Linked DNA regions of Delphinus delphis: region 2 is linked to region 1. A link is a contact called in public Hi-C data. All regions are on one chromosome and are shown on one strand. Each heading gives the region's core, a stretch centred on a gene start, on an enhancer-like site or on the middle of the called end of the contact. The rest is flanking DNA. Distances are from core to core; before and after follow the strand shown.

Region 1 (3,378 bases), core at 490-2,989:
ATCAATCCTAACTCTTTCATCTCAGATGCTCAACCTGCCCCTTGCCTGCTGGCGCGAGAAACACGTTCAGATAGTAACGAACGGTTAGGTCCATTTTTAAACCTCTTCCAGAGCAGAGCCCAGATATCAATTTCTACCTCCCGTCCACGCAAACCTGCCCGTCCACATCGAGACCCAGTGACCGGCCTGTACGGTGAAGCCCTGAGGAACAAGATCGAACCGAGCAACCACGGAGAGGGAGGCCTGCGGCTGGCGGGGCAAAGCCGGGTAGCCATGCCGACAGCCTTAGGCAGGGACATGGGGGGAGAAAGAGGAAGCGGCGGCTCTCCGGGCTTTACCCTCCGTTGAAAGCGTAGGGCGAAAAGCGCAGCTGCAAAGGGCCCGGGGCGCTGTGAGGCTCCATGGCCGGGTCTCTCCCCGGGCCCGAGTACGCGGCTACCGAGGACAACATCCCGCTGCTCCGCTCCTGCTGTCTCACGGCGAGATGGCGGCCCCTACCGGAAATGGCGCCACTTCCGGCTTCGCGGCGCTGCCTCCGGCCGCTCGGTCTCACGCCGGTCATTGGTCCTAGAGGCAAGCGTCGTAACCTTCCGGTGAGTAGCCGGTGCCCGCTCTTCCAAGAGAGCTGACAGAGAGGTAAAGGCTTTCTCTGCCAAGGAAACATTCGAAATCACTCTTGATGGATAAAAATTTTAAGGTCTGACCTTACAAAGAAATTGGCAAAACTATGGAGCAACGGAAGCTCGAAGACTCTATTGGAGCGTAAATTGGTACAGCCATATTTCGAACAGGGATTGGCATTACTCGGCATAGTTAAATACACACGCATCATGACCCAGCAGTGTCACGCAGAGGTATGTACCCTGGCCAGAAAGACGTGTAAGAATGTTCATAAAACCTTGTTCTTAACGGCCCCAAAGTAGAAATGAGCTAAATGTCCATAAACTGCAGGATGGATAAAGCAACTGAGGGATGTGTCACAGCAAAAAATTAACCTACTTCAGCTAGAGCGAAGGCACATCAACATGGATGAGTCTTCTAACGTTGAGCAAAAGAATACATACTATATACTTTAGGAGTACACAGTAAGTAGGAAGGGCCTGTGTGGCTGGGGACGGGTCGTGGTGCTGGCAGTACTGGTTGTCTTTACTTGATTTAATACCGTCTGTTAATCTGTACATGGGTTTATGTACTTCTGTATATGAATATTATATTTTACAATTTAAAAATGTTATGTAAAAAAGCAGACAAGCAGCTGGCTAATATAGAATGGACTGTCTGATATATACATGCAATTCTGGAAGCAGAGAAGATTTTTGAAAAGTACTTTTTTAATTAAAACTTTCCCCATACTTAAACAAAGGATTTTCTTTGATGGTTATGGACAGAGAAGTATTGTACTTATTCAGGTACTGGCCTGGATAGAAGAATTCTGTAAAACATTTCCTATCCTTAAGGAGCTCACAACCTCATTGATTATATGAAGTACAAAGGAAAGCATTACAACATGTAATTATGCCTAAATGAGCCATAGGAGAGGTACTCTGGGGTCCAACTACCTATAGTCTCTTTGTGACCAATGTAAAAATACTGTATAAGATGGTAGCAGCAGAATTAAAATATAATCGAATTTGTAAACCAGGTGTGTTTTTTGTTTGTTTGTTTTATCATTCTACATGTTTGAGAATAGCTAACATGCTTACCATGTGCCAGGCGCTGTTCATGCATTTCCTTAATCCATCTCACAGTCCTTAGAGGACACGTGCTATTATTACTCCATCCTACAGACGAAGAAACTGAGGCGGAGAGGTCTGGTAACTTGCTAAATGTCACATCGCTAGTCGGTTTAAGCAGTCAACATTTAAAAATCAGTCTTGCCTACTACATCCAGCAACAACCAATCGTAAAATACTCTGACAGGGTGGCCTCGCCGGAAGGCAGAAGAGCTCCGCCCCGCCCCTTGTTTCCCTTAAGCCGAATACCCAGCAAATCACAGGAAGTGACGCAACACCCACACTTCCCATGGCCCGCGCTGCACGGTGGGCTGCCGGCCGAAGCCGAGGGCGGAACTGGCGGAAGTGACGTTAACAACGCGCGCCAGGAGTTCTGTAGGGTCGGGAACGGTCGCCGTAGCGGGCGCCTGGGCCGTTTGCGGCTTAACGTCGTTTTCGCCGACTGTTAGTTGTCTCTGCAGTGACTCCAGGTAAAAAAGCCCTTTGAGCTTTTCTCGGAGGTTTCGTGTAGAGGTGACCGCTGCAGCGGGGCCCTGGGGTGATGGTGGGAGGAGGCGCGGAATGGACGGGGACACCGCGCGGGGGCTGTTCCTCCCGCTCGTGCTGCCGCAGCTTCGGCCTGTACCGGCTGCCTATCCCACCGAGTGCCTTCCTCTGCCGTAGTTCGAAAGCGGCTTCCCATAGTACGAGCGTGTGGTGCAGGGTGCTGGGAGGGGCCTGAGACAGGACAGTCCCGCGCATCCAAGACGCGGAGTCTTTATGTCCTGCCATCCGTTAATTCCTCTCGATATTCAAAGGGAGATTCACCCTGGCCTGTGCCCACCTGTTTTGCTACCAGCAGTGGTGGTTTTATAATAAAGTTGCGCTTGAGACTTTTTAACGTTTTGTCAGAGGCCGGAGAGTTCAGGCACGCTAGAGCGTTAAGATACAAATACACACCACTTTCCTTACGAGGTCTCCCTCCCTAGGCCCTGGACTGTGTGATTTTCTCGTTTAAAACTCCAGGTAGACGTCTCTGAAAAGATTATGCTTGATTTACATATGCAGTCACTAGAAGGCTATGCAGAATTAATTGAGTCTTTTCCCTTATCAGTGATTATTTCCAAAAAATATCGAATTTGACCAAAAAATGAGGAGATTCTGCAAACAACTCTCTTTTGTGAGGATACAGTAGTGCGGTAATAGTTGTGCGGTTTTAATGACACAGGGGAGGAAAGATGGTCAGTTCCATCACTGGGAGTGAGAGATGAGCTCTGAAAATGGTTACATGAGGCCTCAACCTAGTTCCACAGATTTGTTATCTAGACTTAGTTTGTAAAAAGGGGTCTGGAGCCACCAGTTTCTGGATAATCTGTAGTCATATTAATGAGTGGTTTAAATCCTGCCCTCATTAGCTCTTGCCTGAACCACAGCAGTGAGTCTTAAACCGAACTTCCAGCCTCCAGTTTTATCTATTGGAATTCATCCACACTCTTGCCAAAGTAGATCTACTCATGGTGCACTTCAGAATCTTGTCACTGCTCATATTGCTCATGTAATAATGACTTAGAATCCTGATAATGTGACCTCACTTATATTTGCTGTCTCATCCCCTGCAGGAACGTTCCATGCAGTCATGCTAAATTTGTTGCTTGCATACTGCGTG
Region 2 (3,378 bases), core at 306-2,805, 490 kb before region 1:
CACTGCCCTCAGGCACATTTAGTGAGCATTTGTGAAATCTTTTCTCAGTCTCTTCCCAATTCAAATTTCTTACCTGTAGAAGCCCAGATTTTAAAGGCAGCTATGGTTAATCACATTCATAGCAAATAAGCAAGAACTGCCTTGGTCCATGTTCCCTTTTCCCCAGATTCTGGCCTATATACCAAGTGAACCTATCTGTCGTCCCTCCTTTTGGATTCAGACTTCCTCACTTTTCAAGACTTCAGATCTTCAGTAGACAGTAAGTTTATAAAAGGCACCTCAAAATACAAATATTTTTCATTACTGCAGGCGACCTATCTTTTTCTCAGACTTATTACGAGGCAATACAACAAAGTTTCTGGGAGCATGAATTTAAAATCCAATATATTAAGGTTTCTGGCCTTGCTGTGCTTTTGCTTGGTTCTGAGAACTTGCCCTATTTATTTTTCCTCCTTTTGTTTCTCTTTCCTCTGTAAAATGTAGACACCAAAGAGCAGTCATTAGAACCCTGAAATGTTGCCATGACTTTTTTTTGGGGGGGGGGGTTGGGAAGGATTCTGTTATTTGAAATAAGGATCTTCAAAAATTAGTGTTTTGGGCTTCCCTGGTGGCACAGTGGTTGAGAGTCCACCTGCCGATGCGGGGGACACGGGTTCGTGTCCCGGTCCGGGAGGATCCCACATGCCGCGGAGCGGCTGGGCCCGTGAGCCATGGCCACTGAGCCTGCGCATCTGGAGCCTGTGCTCCGCAACGGGAGAGGCCACAGCAGTGAGGGGCCCGCGTACCGCAAAAAAAAAAAAAAATTAGTGTTTTGCCTATTATCTCTCCTTCATCCTGTTGATTATGGGTCCCACGAAGTAGGTATGAAAGGAACAATTATAGGCAAGTGGACCAGAAGTCCCAGCTCTATGATTACAGTTTTGTACTGTAATGGTTTTCACACTATGCTCATACAGAAATCATGGTGTTACACCACCAATAAAACTGAATGTCATTTTGCATTAATTTCAGACAGTAAGTTAATGAACAGAATTATTTTCAATTTAACTTTCTCGTACGTTCCTCAAATAGTGAGGCTGCTGCTGTTTACAAAAACTCAAAACATCTCATTGTTCTGCTTGGTATATCCAATCCAAATATTATTATTATTATTTTGAAGCACAGAACACGTACACCTACTTCTGGCTGGTAAAGCTGCGGTTTGTGTGGTGGCACTAAACACACTAAAATTACGTATTTCTGGGGAAAGCGCCTCTTAGGAAACCTGGGCTGAACAAATCTGAAGAGAACTGAAGAAGCTGTTTCAGTCAGTTAGCGCGGTGGTCTAGGGTCTACACCACAAAAGCCGGAGCTCTGCAGCCCAGGGGCTGGCCCTCGTCCCGAGTCTCCTCACTCACTGCCTCCTTCTCGAACATGCTAGGCCTCCTCTCTTTCCGAGGCATCATCGGCGGCTGCTGAGGCGCCGCGGCCGAGGGCGGTTTCCCACCCCAGCCCCGCTTCTCCATCGCGCAGGCTCTCGCGGACGATTTCCGTGACAGGGTTTCGCTCGCGCCTGCGCCGCGGGAGCCGGAAGTGCGCTGCAGGGAGGGCCGTGACGTAACGTGACGTGGCATGGCGTGGCTTGCGTCATCCCTCGGCGCCGTGGACGGGAGCCGTAAGTCATGGAGGTAGAGTTGCAGTCGCCGGTTCTCCTGAGCGCGCCCCGCGGGGTGCGGCGCGGGAAGCGCCGTCCGGGCCGCAGCCGGTGCCGCGGCGGAGGGCGGCCGTGCCTGCGCTGGGTGGCGCCTGCTGGACCCGTCCCGCCCCGCCCTCCTGCTTCTTGGCGCCGCCCGACCCCACGTCGTTCCTGGGGCTCGAGGTCCCGGCTGCAGTCCGCGAGGACGTGGTGTGGGGGCCGAGGGGACGCCTTGCGCGCGTGTGGAGGCTCTGTGGCCTCGACAGCCACGGCCCGGAGCTGTTCACCGGGGCCGGGTCGTGCACGCACAACGCGCCGTTGGTTATAGTTTTTGTTCTGACTGGCTTTCGCCCCAAGGGAAGTTTTCGCTAGGTGGTACCCTGAGCAGTGTGGGAAGTATGTGTAGGAATACTCGCCTCTGGCTCACATTTGCAAGTCAGAATTACATTGGACATTTTTAGGCCATTTTGATAACGTAAAACTAAATCACAAGGGTCTCATTAACTGACCGTAGATCGGATTCAGTGGGGTTGCCTCAAAATAAGGATTTTACTTACATTCCTGCCTCGGGGAGTTCAATGTCAGTCATCTGTCAGCAGTTTTAGCACTAGCTGCTGCTTTCTGAGTACTGTGTGCCAGGTGCTTTTCAAGTATCATCTCTAAGTACTGCAACCAGAGAAGGCGATAATATTTTGCACCGCTTTACAGTTAAAAGCCTCGGGTATGTTAAGTAACGTTTTCAAGGCAAGAGGTAAAGAGTCTGAGAAAGGATTCAAACTCAGATCATTCTAGCTGTCAAGCACAGGCCGTTTGCACTACCCCATGCTGCTCTGGACAAGACACTGAAGTACAAAAAGGGCGTGGGAGGTGCACACACATGTACATAAACATGCAGGGTTTCTGGCTTCTGGGGGGGGGACAGGCATGTTCCTGAGTGTAATACACAGGATGATGTATTTATTGTTATGAGTGACAGAGCATTGCAGCATCTAATGTTTGTTGATTTGAGGTTGGATTTTATTGTCCAACAGAGTATGGGCTTAAAAGTTAACCCAGAAGCCAACTTGTAGAATTGTATGTGTGTTGGTAGGGGTAGCATATAGCCATTCCTCAGATCTGAAGGTCTTGGAGACCTGGAGGGGTGTATTGCAGCTCAGGGTAGGAGGAGCCAATCATTCATGTAACTCTTATTTTTCATTTATTGTGTGCCAGGGTCTATGCTGTGTCCTGGGGTTACAGCATTGTATAAGGCGTGGTCTCTGTGCTCTAAGATCTTACTGTTTGGTTGAGTCTGAGGGACAACTGTGTCGATCCAGTGCCTACAACCAAAAGGAACCCTTTTTACAACTTCAGGTGCCAAATCCAGGGCCCATTCTGCTCGTGGAGTAGATGGGCTTTTGTGCAGAAATACCATTTCTGTCTGTCACCTGTCACTCCAGAACTACAGCTCATTCCTTTAGAGTTCGAATCCTGTTTAAAAATGCAAGGAGTCCCTTTTGATGTGAATGTGACCTTTTAGAGTTATATTTCTGTGTTAGTCCAGAGACAAACCACACTAGTTTTTGCACTAAGATAATTTGGTATAAAGAGTTAACTAGGTAAAAATTGTTAACTAGTTATCTGAAAGGATAAAAAGGGATCTCTGCAAGTAGTATGGTGGACACGGCAGCTGCGGGAAGCAGTCACTCCCCCTAGGACTGAGG

Evidence for each region. A called contact is a pair of places that touch in the nucleus more often than the background predicts.
Region 2: a contact with region 1 is called in a Hi-C map of muscle, with 10 times the contacts expected there. The contact joins the promoter of DYNLT2 here to the promoter of PSMB1 in region 1. A contact is called at or near these places in 3 of 3 Hi-C or Micro-C datasets (lung and muscle).

The regions. Positions count from the first base shown.
Region 1 is chr14:298,652-302,029 of mDelDel1.2, reverse strand. It overlaps PSMB1 (proteasome 20S subunit beta 1), which reads right to left and starts at 1,739. Exons shown (of 7, transcript XM_060029599.2): 1 at 1,704-1,739; 2 at 339-649. The coding sequence starts at 1,724. It overlaps TBP (TATA-box binding protein), which reads left to right and starts at 2,086. Exons shown (of 9, transcript XM_069541355.1): 1 at 2,086-2,203.
Region 2 is chr14:790,968-794,345 of mDelDel1.2, reverse strand. It overlaps DYNLT2 (dynein light chain Tctex-type 2), which reads right to left and starts at 1,555. Exons shown (of 4, transcript XM_060030462.1): 1 at 1,398-1,555. The coding sequence starts at 1,505. It overlaps ERMARD (ER membrane associated RNA degradation), which reads left to right and starts at 1,633. Exons shown (of 18, transcript XM_060029612.1): 1 at 1,633-1,667. The coding sequence starts at 1,662.